Linked DNA regions of Cricetulus griseus: region 1 is linked to region 2. A link is a contact called in public Hi-C data. All regions are on one chromosome and are shown on one strand. Each heading gives the region's core, a stretch centred on a gene start, on an enhancer-like site or on the middle of the called end of the contact. The rest is flanking DNA. Distances are from core to core; before and after follow the strand shown. Region 1 holds the start of Denr (density-regulated protein). Region 2 holds the start of Rsrc2 (arginine/serine-rich coiled-coil protein 2).

What was found. Hi-C and Micro-C count contacts between places; a contact is called where the count stands out from the background.
Region 1: a contact with region 2 is called in a Hi-C map of the CHO-K1 cell line, with 4 times the contacts expected there. The contact joins the promoter of Denr here to the promoter of Rsrc2 in region 2. A contact is called at or near these places in 3 of 8 Hi-C or Micro-C datasets (the CHL-YN cell line, the CHO-K1 cell line and fibroblasts).

The regions. Positions count from the first base shown.
Region 1 is chr4:103,639,414-103,645,740 of CriGri-PICRH-1.0, forward strand. Denr (density-regulated protein) reads left to right here and starts at 4,210. Exons shown (of 8, transcript XM_027413958.2): 1 at 4,210-4,360; 2 at 5,023-5,137. The coding sequence starts at 5,032.
Region 2 is chr4:103,496,066-103,502,818 of CriGri-PICRH-1.0, forward strand. It overlaps Rsrc2 (arginine/serine-rich coiled-coil protein 2), which reads right to left and starts at 3,677. Exons shown (of 10, transcript XM_027413968.2): 1 at 3,526-3,677. The coding sequence starts at 3,531. LOC100766053 (kinetochore-associated protein 1) reads left to right here and starts at 3,884. Exons shown (of 65, transcript XM_027413966.2): 1 at 3,884-4,031; 2 at 4,995-5,041; 3 at 5,648-5,818. The coding sequence starts at 5,690.

The DNA of each region.
Region 1 (6,327 bases), core at 2,960-5,459, 140 kb after region 2:
TGCATAATTGGAGAATGTGCAGATAATAAGAGACCTTGGAACGCTCAGTCCTAAATGGGCTGTTTCATCACACTGCTCCACTCAAGGCTCAGGGATCTATGTATAAGACGGGGTGGAAAGATTTCTAAAAGCAGGGTGGTGGTGGTGAACTTCAAGGAAACAGCATTGTCCAGATACTACAGGCAGATGCACGTATAAACTAACAGAGAGTGTGACCTCGTGCACAAGATCTGCACAAGCTCAAGCAGACATTCCTCCAGGGAGGCGGGCACTAAGTCCACTTCTAGCAGAGTGGTCATTGGCATTTAATTGCTGCTGGAGGAGGGAAAGTCAGTTTTCTTCGATGGAGAGATACCTGGTATATTAATCACACTTCAGGGCAGGTCTGAAGTCCAGGGATAGTCTATTAACATGAGCTGGACTTGATTTTTTTTTGTGTGTGTGATTTTGTTTTAGAGATGAAGGCAGAATGTAAAATGTGGGAGGAGTTGGGGTAAGGGGAATTCCCGATAAACAAGATATTATTAAAAAAATATTGCCTGTGATGGTGGCACAAGCCTTTAATTCCGGCACTTGGGAGGCAGAGGCAGGTGGATCTCAATGAGTTTGAGGCCAGCCTGGTCTACAAAACCAGTTCCAGGACAGCCAGGACTGTTTTACAGAGAGACTCTGCCTCAGAAAACAAACAAACATCAACAAACAAAAACACAAACCAATAAAAAAACAAAATCACCGTGTGTGTGTGTGTGTGTGTGTGTGTGTGTGTGTGTGTGTGTGTGTGTATGTGTGTGTGTGTGTATATAAAACTATATTTACATCCCTATACACACAGGCCATCAGAAAGATGGAGCTGAATTTCAGTATAAATGAGAAACTACGTGATATCCACAGAGGATTAAACAGCTCATCTGAAGGAGCTACCTTTGCATATGTGTGGATCAGAGCCAGTCCTGTTAGCATCAATATTATGCAATTGTGAATCACCCAATACAGAGCCAGATGGATTTGGCAGGGGAGAGAATAGTAGGACCACATCAGCCATGATACTTTTTTGGGGGACAGTGTCTTATTATGAAGTCCTGAGTGTTCTGGAACACACAAGAGATTTGCCTGCCTCTGCTTCCTGGGTGTTGGGATTAAAGGCCTGCGCCACCAGGCCCAGACTATTTCAATCTTTTTTAGCATATATATGAGCATCAGGATGCCTGCAGTAGACAGCTGTTATTTTTCTTCAAAGCTTTATTTTTAGTGATGTGTATGTATCTGTGTAGGGGTTCATGCACACGAGTGCAGATGCCTGACTTCAGAAGAGGATGCTGGTGTTGTGGGCATTTGTAAGTCTCACATTGTGGGTGCTGCTGCCTACAGTCCAGTCTTTGGGAAGAGCAGCAATTGCTCTTAAGCACTTGAGCCAATTCTCTAGCCTAGCCTTGAACTTCTGATCTTCTTGCCTCCACCTCTCACCTGGAACTACAGGTGTGTGCCGCTGCACCTGGTCTGTGCAGTGCTGGAGACCGTACCCTAGGACTTGCTTCATGGTAGGCAATGACTACTCTTTTATTCTTTTTTGGGTTTCTGTTTTTTTTTGTTTTTGTTTTGTTTTGTTTTCCAAGACAGGGTTTCTCTGTGGCTTTGGAGGCTGTCCTGGAACTCACTCTGTAGGCCAGGCTGGTCTTGAACTCAACAGAGACCCACCTGCCTCTGCCTCCCGAGTGCTGGGATTAAAGGCGTGCGCCACCAATGCCCGGCTTGGCAATGACTATTCTAACTAAGCTACATCCCCAGACCCCTGAGTAGAAGGGCTGCACTTAAGAAGTAGAAGACCTCACATTTCTGAGGAAGATTCTCCCAGCTGCTCAGTGGCCTTTACTGTACCTAAGGTCTAAGACTGTGTGTTATGATAGAAAAAAAAATGCAAATTTGGGTTCCAATGCCAAGTGTACACCCAGAAAAACACCTTGTAAAAGTGTAAAAGTGTAAAGCAAGAGAACTGAGTTCTGGAAATTGGATTCACCTGGTTTGAAACTGTTGAAAAGTTGGACAGAGAAAACTTGGAAAATCACACGGTTGTGCAACATCACAGAATCCCAGGCAGTGGGATTCCCCTAACTGACTAAGGGGGCCAGGGTCGTGGGTGGGGTGAAGGGGCACGTAAAACATCAGTACAGCCAGGTATGATGCTTAGGGTTGAAGAAGGCTGCTCCCATGGCTGAACACCGAGTTAGAAACTAGGGACCAGGAAGCTAGAGTAACAGCTTAAACAGCACCCCCTTCTGGACAAAGCTGAGGAGGACAAAGGTAGAAAAAAACTTGAGTACATTGGCATTTCAGGCACAAAGGAAGGACCGGGCACTCACTCCCAAGTCATCGAATCTACATCTAAAAGCCATGATTGTCACATGTGCAATTATTTTATGTGCCATTAAAATGTCGGCAATATATGCATGTTCGTGTGTGTGTGTGTGTGTGTGTGTGTGTGTGTGTGTGTGTGTGCGCGCGCGCTCGCTGTGCGCGCGCTCGCTCGTGCATGTGTGTGCATGTGTGGGCAAGGGGCAACACGAGTGTCATCCTAAGGAACTGTGCACTCTTTCTACACAAGGTCTCTTCATTGGCCTGGGCCTCACCAGCTAGGGTAGGCAGATGCCCAGTGAACCCCAGGGATCTTTCTGTCTCCAGTTCCCTGGCACAGGGACTATAAACATGCCACACCACATCTGGCTTGAAATATTTATTTGTTTCTTGTGTTTTTATATGATTAGGAGTGCCATGGAAGACGTGTGAGGGTCAGAGGGCCACTTTGTGGAGTTGGTTCTCTCCTTTCAACTTTATGTGGGTTCCAGGAGTTAAACTCTCAGGTGGTCAGGCCTGTGTGGCAGGTCCTCTGTCCACTAAGCCATCTTACTGGTCTCCATGCCTGGCTTTGGACATGGGTCCTAGAAATCTAATTCAAGTCTTCATGCTTGCCAACGGGGTCACACATTCAGCCCTGAATCTTGGCACTGGTTTTAAAAATGTGCTTTTCTTTTTTTCTTTCTGTTTTTTTGTTTGTTTGTTTGTTTGTTTTTGAGACAGGGTTTCTGTGTGTAGCCCTGGTTGTCCTGGAACTCACTCTGTAGACCACAATGGCCTCAAACTCACAGAGATCCACCTGCCTCTGCCTCCCAAGTGCTGGGATAAGGCCACTACACCCGGCTTAATTTTACTTTTTGGGGGCAGGGCCTTGCCTGGTATGGAACTCACAGAGATCTCTGCCTCCTTGGTGCTAGGATTAAAGACATGTATCATGAAATGCCGGAATGTGTTTTGTCTTATTTAAGAACATTATTAGAGGTCAGTGGCATTCACTAGGCCCTGGGTTCGATTCCCAGTACCAAAAAAACGTTATGGGAGACCACGCTGGATGGATCTCTGGTGAAGAGTGTTTCAGATAACTTAGTCCATGTAAAGTAAGTTGTAAACAAAATGAAAGGGCTGGCTGCAGTGTCTGTGAATGTAGTTGGCACTGGGAGTAGAGGTGATGCAGAGGAGCAGTAACTGTCTTTCTTTCTACCAAGCCCTTTCTTACGTGTCTTAGCGTTATTCCCGTTTCACAAGTGGGACTTGGGCTGAGTATGCGGATGAAGGGGTTCCCCCAAGATAAAAACAAGGAAGCAAAACCAAGGCAAGGCTTGTGTGCGGTTAAAACCAGAAACCCTGAAATGGTATGCATAAATTCAAGCATAGAACACGTAGAAGACGAGATATGCACAAATCGTACGAAAATAGTTGTGAGCCTGGTGAGGTAAATTTAAAACAGTAATTGATAGGATCTTTGCAAGAATAATTCCAGTTTAGGATATAGCAATGAAAGGAAACCCAGTGTCTCATCCAGCCGCAATCTCTCCGCAGAAGGGGTGACTTATCCATCCGGCTAGAGGCTAGCTGGGACTCTAGGATGTAGCCCAGACACTGGGGCAAGGTGCCACATCATTAATAGAGTCACCTGTGACTCAAGCGCCTCTCTGCCAGTCCGGTGCACGCCCCACTGCGCAGGAACATCCATCCAGAGGCGCCGCTGGTTCGTCCTCGCCACTAGCTAGCGAGCGCCTCCTACCGGCCGCCTGCCTCTACGCCATCCAGCCCCGTTCCCTCTACCCCAGCGCAGCGCGCATGTCCCTCCCTCTTCGCCCCGCCCACCCGCGGCAGTCAGGCTTCTCGCGACATCCGGCTAGCGGCTGCCGGGATCTCGCGATAAAGGCCTATTGTCTCGCGCGAGCGAGCCTCCAGACGGCTTTCGGACTGCTGTGGCCGGGGAAGAGGAGTTGCATGTGTCGCTTCGGCGGGCGGGAGCGGAGGCGGCGGGGGCCGTGCGACCGGCTGGGTAACGAGCGCTCGCGCCTCTGCGGCTCCCCAGGAGCCGGTGGAGCGTGTGGGGCAGCCGGGGCGCTGCTGGAGGAAGGGGGCCGGGCCGAGCGTCTGTCTCCACGCCCGCCCACATGGGGGGTCTCCCCATAGCGCCAGCCCTGCCAAGCGCTGCCGGCCCCTTTGGTCCTTCGTCCCAGCGTTGTCTCCCGAGGCCTGACTCGGTCTCTCTCCCTTGGTACCCTGCTGTCGCCTCACCCTACACTCTGGTCACCTCGAGTGACTCGCCCCTGTCGTGCAGACGCTCCGTAGCCGTCCCTACAGTTTGCATCCCTCCCGTATTGTGAGCCTCGGAGCTGCCCTGTCCGTGTTGAAGTCACCCACCCCTCCTGTACCCCCCAGCCGCTTCTCCTTTTTCTCTGGTGTCCCTTTTGCCCTCGCCCCAAAACTCAGCCTTCGTTGGCTCTTTTACTCCTGCTTTCCCTGTAAATCCGTGGAACCCGTAGATGAGCTCACAACTGGTCATATTTTGCCACTCCAACTAAACGTGTGTCCTTTCTGATAGAATCGAAACAGCTTCGGGGGGCTGGGGTACATAGTGAAAGCTAAGGACTGCACCCATATGCTGCTTTTTGGGTGGTCGAGCTCCAAAATAGTGAAGTTGTGTCGTTTTGCTTACAGGTTTGTGAGATGGCCACTGACGTTTCTGAATCCAGTGGGGCTGATTGCAAAGGCGATACGAGGAACAGTGCCAAGTTAGATTCGGAATACCCTCTTCGAGTCCTTTATTGTGGAGGCAAGTGTTGGAAGGAAAAAGAAATGACTTTTGCTCACTTTTTATGCCTAATGTGGTAGTTTCACTTTTGGTCTTGTTAGTTCTGTCTACTTATGGTTTGGTGGGTTCTTAAGGAGGGAGCCTAGTGAGGACGCATAGGTTAACTTCTTGTCCTGTGTCATTTGGGTCTCGCTTTCTGACTTAGAGGAGTTTACAGTCCAATTGGAATAGAGAAAGGCAAGTGGATTATCCCAGCCAGATGTTGGATGCATATTGCTTTGTTATGGAGAGCTTGTAAAATACGTGAAGTATGGAAGTGAGAAAGGACATCCTAAAGAAAGTTGGGAAGAAAAGGAAGGCCTGGAGATGTTGCTTAGCAGCAGAACACTTGTCTAGAAAGTTCAGAGCCTCAAATCCCAGTACTGGGGTGAGGAAGGATTAATCTTGATGGCTGACTAGAATCTTGAGGGCTTTTTTTTTTTTTTTAACTTTAATTTATTTGTGTTTGTGTGCATTTGTGTCATGATCCATGTGTGAATGTTGGGGGCTACCATGCAGATCGTGGGGGTTGAACTCAGGTGCCTTTACTCCATGAGCTCTGAGAGCAACTTTGGATTGTTACAGTACAGGAAGGGTGATGGTTAAGGAGTAGAGCAGATGAGGCTGGCAGGCTGTGCAGTAGACAGTCTATGGACAGTTAGGTTTTGTGTGTAGCTGTGGCTGTGCCTGCATATGATGCCAGAGGTCAAAGTTGGGTCACACTCCACGGTGGGTGTTTTTTGAACAAGCACTAGGGATCCTCCGCCTCCCCAGTGTTTCGATTGTAGTCCTGTGTTTGTGTTTGCTTTTACGTGGATGCTGAGGTTGCTGGGGATTCCGACTCAGTCTTTAGGCTTATGTACTGTGGCAAGTACTTTATTGAATGAGACTAAGGCATCTCCCCAGTCCAGACTCCGTTTTAATGACAGGGTTTCTCTGTGTAGCCTTGGCTGTCCTGGAACTTACTCTGTATGACAGGCTGACCTCACAGAGATCCGCCTGCTTCTTGACTCCTGGGTGCTGGCATTAAAGGTGTGTGCCACCACTGCCCAGTTTAGAGTTTTTAACAAAACAAAGTTGGAGTTTAGTAACAAACAGGTTTGCCCCCCCCCATCACCAAGGAAAGCCTAAGACAGTTTATCTCCAGTCATCACCCACTTGTTCTTTTTATT
Region 2 (6,753 bases), core at 2,427-4,926:
TTTTTCATGCTTGTTAGACCAATTCTCTATCACTGAACTAAATCCCAGCAAAATAAAACAAAAGCATAAAGGCACACATTTTCAGAGACCTGAGTACCTGAGGTTCAATTTCTTGTCATTTTCTAGTTACAGAAGGCTATCTATCTTCTGTACTTGTAACAGAAACCAGTACAGAAATCCATGAATAAATGTTTGAGATGTAAACTTCAGCTGTATCCCTCTCACTAACGCTATTTCTGGTTGAAGATATAGGTCAGTGGTAGAAGCGCTTGCTTCACATGTGAAGCTCCATCTTAAAAATCACTAGAGCTGGAAAAAAAAAAATTCCACAATCACCTCCAACCTTGTTTTACCACAGAACTAATACTGAAGGGTGGAGATGATGTATAACTGTACTCATGTATGAAATGCTAGAACATATTAAAAAAAAAAAAAAAAAGTACTGCCTGGTGGCGTTGGCACACGCCTTTAATCCCGGCAATCAGGCGGCAGAGTAAGGCAGATCTCTGAGTTCAAAGCCAGCCTGGTGAAGAGTTCCAGGACAGGACAGCCAGGGCTATAGAGAAACCTTGGGGGGCCGGGGCAGCCAGAGGCAAGGACAACACCCACCCACCCCCATGAACAACAACAACAACAACAAAAACGATTTAATTCTGGTAAGAGGCATTGGAAACAAACAGATCTGAACCATATGTAGTGGAATGGTAGGTAACTGACTGGAGAAGGTAATAGGAAAATAAAACTGTTCACCCAGCGAACAGATCACTCAGGATAGGAGCTACATTACTTTTCTGCACAAATCTTGTTTCTTTCCTTCCTTCCTTTCTTTTTTTAGACAAGGTATCTCTATGTAGCCCTGACTGGCCTCAAACCCAGGTATCTACCTGATACTGCTGGGATTAAAGACCTGTGTTACTGAGCCTAGAAGAGTAATTTTTTACATTAAAAAACCTTGGTAAAGCAAGCAAGAAATGAGAAAAAGTGAACATCACCCACAAAACTAAAAGTATTTACCAGCTGCTGCTGCTTTTTTTTTTTTTTTTGGGTTTTTTGAGACAGTAGCTTTGGAGCCTATCCTGGCACTCACTCTGGAGACCAGGCTGGCCTCGAACTCATAATGTGCTGGGATTAAAGGAGTGTGCCACCAATGCCCGGCGACCCAGATGCTTCTTTTTACCAAGTGTTTTTATCAATTTCTGACTTAGAACTTCAGAGGGAAAATCATGATCGACTTTTTCCCTTGGGAGAACAAGTACCAAAATAAAGGAAGTGTATTATTTTACTGTGGTACAAAAATGGGTCAAAAACAATACCAAACTTCAATAGTAAAACTACACATGAAAACAGATTTGGGATTGGAAAGATGGCTCAGTAGTTAAGCACACATAATTGGAGGCAAAATGCATGAATTATGTGCTAAAGTACCAACTGTATCTCAACAGGAATAGTAAGAAACATAAGCAACTAGCTACAAGGGTGTTTCTCATTCCAGGATTGGAATAATTTTGTGCTGAAAAGCATTCATCATTCAGAATCAAGGTCAACCTTACTTCACAGCTGATACCCAGAAACACTACCTGACTCCCCTAAAATACTGTAATCTCCCCATCTTTTGCTATCAACTAGTAATACATGTTGCTCTATCACAAACAACAATGATCCAAAACATTTTCTTTCATTCTTGTTCTCACTATCCTTAAAGACAATTTCAGATTGGCCTAAGATATATTTATCTCAACTAAAAACACTTCAAACACAAATCACAAGCAGCCCCCCAGATGCCTGCTATGTTCACGGCTGCCCTCAAACTTTTTAATATCCTGCTACAGCACCCCTCTCCCCCATTGTTAGGATCATAGTAAGACACATTCACTTTTCCTGAGAAGACGAGAACTGAAAACTATAGAAAAAGACAACACCTAGTCCACTAATGTTTATGTTGCAAAAGGCTCAGAAGCCTGGCAACAGAGGAACCACTGTGTGACACAGGTTATTAGCCGTCACTTTCATATGTAAAACACACTACAGAATAAAATCCATGTCACCATTAAACACATGTAATACTAGGTGCCCCAATTAGCAAAATCACTCAGCTTTACTTCAATTTAGCTGAAATCCATAAAAACACCGCAAACTGCCTTATATTTAGTCACTGGGTCTATGAGAAAGCCACCAGCTTTCTACAATTTACATCTTGAAAACCCTAGATAACTGAAGCACAGCATACAATTCCTTTCCCAGGGCAAAGGAAGTAAATAGCAGGCTTAATACTGGGCCAGTTCTCTGGGGGATTGCCTTTATTGTGGAGGGCACCGCAGAAATCAAATATCTGAATTTATTTCACTTAATGGAACACAAGAAAAACAATACTACTATTTGCTTGACGTATATTAAGAGGCCCATGACACAATTTATAAGTATTAGTCCCGTAATTTAAAGCACCTTATCTACTCTTTGAAGCCTCATGAAAAAATATTTTAAATTCAACTAGACATAAAGGATAATGAGATGCAGAAAAAAACCTACTTGTACCATTCTAATTTCAAAATTACAACTGTCAGGGAGAGCAATTCTTGTCTACAATATGAAGTTAAAACCTTTTAGTCACAAAAATATTTTCTCTATATAAGTAGAAACAAAACAGTCACAGGATAATATGATTCACTAAAAACGGGCATAGTATATCCAGGGCAGGCTTCCTGTTCAAAGAGGTCACTTAGGTACGGTTTTTATACGGGTCAAGAAAGGGGTCTTAAAGGAACAAGCCCGGCGGTTCTCAAAGACTTAAAATGGTAAAACGAGTCGCTCTGAGGCACAAGTATACCAGGGAATGGAACTGGATAATTACAACAATTTTTACTCTTTAAGACAATCTCAACTCCAACCGAGAAGGTTCACACCGACAAACACTAAGCAAAAAAAAAAAAAAAATAGGCAAAGTACCCCATATCTAAGGGTTCGCCCAAAAGGCTTAGACTGTTTCCGAGGTCCTGAGTTCAATTCCCAGCAACCACATGGTGGCTCATAACCACCTTGAATGAGATCTGGTGCCCTCTGTTGGCATGCAGGCAGAAGACTGTATAGACTGTATACATAACACTTTCAAACACTCTAAAATCATAAACAGTCTGCCAGAGACGGTTTCTGATTTTTTTTTTCTTTCCAGTCGCATTTCTCCAGTGTTAGCGTAAACTCAGAAGCCCTACCGAAACGCAACACATACCACTAGTCTGGGTTAACGAGATGAGTACCACAGTTCGGTGGGCTTCTTAAAATACGGGGTGAGGAAAACGATGAGGAAAGTTCTGGAAAAAAAAAGCCATTCCCTGCGGCTCCCCACCCCCATCCACACCGCCTTACCTCCCCCTCCCTGCGGCAGGAAGCCATGATGGCGAGTGCAGAAAGCGGCCGCGGCGCCATTTTGTCCACACACAAGCACGGACAACAGCTCCGAGAGCTGTTCACTCTGTGTAAAGAGACAAAAAAAAAACCAGCCCTGGCTTTCAAATTCGAGTTAGTACCTACCGCCATTGTTTTTGAGTCCCGGCCGCTAACGCGGCACCACTGCTTGACGCGCTCAACAGTACTGGCCACCCCGAAGCTTCGCCACAGACTTTCTCTGGCGCGAGAGACCCGGATGGCACAAAAGGGATGAGGCCTGGCGCGGCGCGCAGCTTGCTGGGAAAGAAAAGGGGTGGCGATAAGAGTTTCTATAACAACGCGGTTCGACATGGTGATTGGCTAGTCTTTCGAAGGGCGTGGCGCAAGGCCTGTGAAGTGGGCGGGGCCAGGAATTCACAATAACATGAATCCTCCCTAGTTGAGATTCAATTTGATCTAGGGCGGGGCGGTTTCCTAGTTCGAGTGTGAGAGAGTTTTGGCCTGCTTCAGCCCCCGTAGAAGGGGTTGGGCGCGGTGTTCTCCCGCCAATTCAAAGCAGTGGCGTGGAACCTAAAAAGAGTAGGAGCGGTTGTGTGAGTCAGGAAGAAGTGTAAAAAACTTGAGTTCTCTTTTAGTTTCTCCAGCTGCAGGTGAGAAGGCTCTACCGCGCTGCTTTTGGGAAGCGGGAGTCGTGTCAGGTGAAAACGGAAGGGGCTTTTCGTCAGCTTGACGCTGGCGGGAGAAAGTTGGAGGCGATTCTAGCTGGCTGGCCCGATGCGCGTTCGTGGGTAGCTTCATTGACTGTTTTATCTCGTTCACGATGTTATATTGTCTCATCTGTTTTTCTCTCGCAATCAATGATGCCAAAAGTCTGTGCTGATCACCTGTTCGCTTAGTTCGCTTCCTTGCACTAAGTAGAAAATTCAGTCTTTAAAGACCTTACCGCTCTCCTACCGTCTCTGAGCTTTTGCACTCTTCCGAGTGACTGCAATCACTGTTTTCCTTGACCTTACGTAGTTGGTTTCCCGTCGTCCAGGATTCAGTACCTCCTTTACCAAACAAGTAAAACAAAACTGTTTTATTTATGTATTTATTTGACTTTTCGAGACACGGTTTCTCTGTGGCTTTTGGAGGCTGCCCTGCAACTCGCTTTGTAGACCAGGCTGGTCTCGAACTCATAGAGATCCTCCTGCTTCTGTCTCACAAGTGCTGGGATAAAAGGAATGCGCCACCACTGCCTGGCAACACATAAATCATATCATCCTTGTCTACATAGCAAGTTTGAGACCAGTGTGGTCTACAGGAGATTCTCTCTCCAAAAAAAAAAAAAAAAAAAAAAAAAAAGAAAAGAAAAGAAAGAAAGAAAAAGGTAAACCATAATAGCAAAAACATTTTTCTGTCTCACTCATAATTGTTCTCTGTCTGTTCAAGACAGGGTTTCTCTGTGTATCCCTGGCTGGCCTAGAAACCCTCTGCAGACAAGGCTGACCTCAAACTCACAGAGATCAGGTTTGTCTCTGCCTCCCTACTGCTGGGATCAAAGGTGTGTGCTGCCACCGCCCTGCTCATAGGCTTAAAAAATACAGATTTTATTATTATTCCTTTGTGTGCAGGTGCTTGTGGGGTCAAGAAGAGGTCATCAGGTCACCTGGAGCTTGATGTAAGTCCTGGGCATCGAATTTTGGTCCAATGGAAGAGCAGCAAGCACTTTTAACCCATAAACCATCTTTAGCATCCCCCCTCCCCTTAGATATCCAAAGTTATCTAGGGATGTTTTCTACCTTATTACTTCGGTCCCACTCAGTTTACAGATGATATGAATTGTGTTTGTTAATGAAAAAAGTCTTGCCTGGGTTTCAGTGTAGTTTTTGATGAAGGTAGGAACCATCTCATGAAGGAGGGTGTAGCCATGATAGAGAACTTGCCTGCCATGCACCTAACCTTCATTACACCCTAGTGTGGTATACAAACTGGAACCCCCCCCCCCTTAGTTTGTTTGGTTTTGAAACAGGGTTTCACTATGTAACCATGGCTGTCCTGGAACTCAGCCAGTAGACTGGCTAACCTCAAACTCAAAGAGATCTGCCTGCCTCTGCCTTTAATCCCAAGTACTGGGATTAAAGGCGTTCATGGCCTTTGCCCAGTTTGAAGTTAAGTTTTAATATATTGATACTAGTTTTTGTTCTTTGAGTAACACTTCATTACCAAAAGAACTGGATCCTATGCACAAAAATAATTTGATCTGTAACTTTATTTGTTGTTCTAGGAAAGACGGTGGTCCCTTCCTCTCACAGACAATCTCAGAAGCATGTGGAACAATGTTGAGCTGCTAACAAGTGATGACACTGGAAGTGGACACATCAATGGTGGTTCAAGAAAAGAAAATGTGACTGCTTTGTATCAAGTAGACTTACTTGGGAGGATCTCCTCTGAGAAGGTAATGATCTCATAGTGCCTATGAGTCATCTTAGTGTTTCCAACACTTCCTAACTCACATGCAAGGTGGATGCAAGCTGGATTGGATGTGGTGGATCAAGTCTGTAATTGCAGTGTCTGGAGGATGAGGCAGGTGGGAGGCCAGCCTGAGTCCTGTCATGAGTCCATCTGCCTTCTGCTTAGAAAATAAGACATTCCCAATAGGGTTGAAGACTAGGGCTCCCTCCCTGACCCGGGTCTGCCCCATTCTCTACCAAGATAAGCACTCTTAGGACTGGTGGTTGGAGTCAGGTGTTTCTACATTCATCCAGGCACAGAAATAGTGGAGAGACTATGCAAAGCAATAGAAAAGACTAGAATGCCCTGCAGGAAGCAGCAGGACACCGGAGGGAAGGTACCCAAGGCCTCTCTGGTTTGTGGCTTCCTTTTGTGGGGCTCAAGAGGGGGAGGCATTTGATTGCTAAGAGGTGTAGTATAGGCAGTTCTCTATTTTGATTGACAGATGAGGTCATAATTGCTTTTGTGCTACGCATATCCTTTCCAATAAGGTAAATAGGGAGTTTTCCCTAAAAACTTCTTGATACAATTTTGCCTTACTGTACATGTACTCAAAACCAGTTGAAGCCTGACCGTGTTTCTGTGCTTTGTACTTAACTGCATTGGAAGTACATTTGACTAGAAACTATTTGAATTTAATTGTTAAGGGTACAGACATTTATTTTACTGTTCAGAGATTGGTATGATGTAGATGCCAGTCTGAAGGCATTTGGAGGTAGTTAGGTGTATTGTTCAGAGGGTGTGTGTGTGTAGCATATATAGGTAAAGGGGTTAGGTTCTCAAGTGCTTTACTACATAATCCAAGCCAAATATAGTCACAGGCTAAATGAACTCTTGTGGGGTTTATTCTGATTTATTCTTTCTGTGCATTTTTCTGTA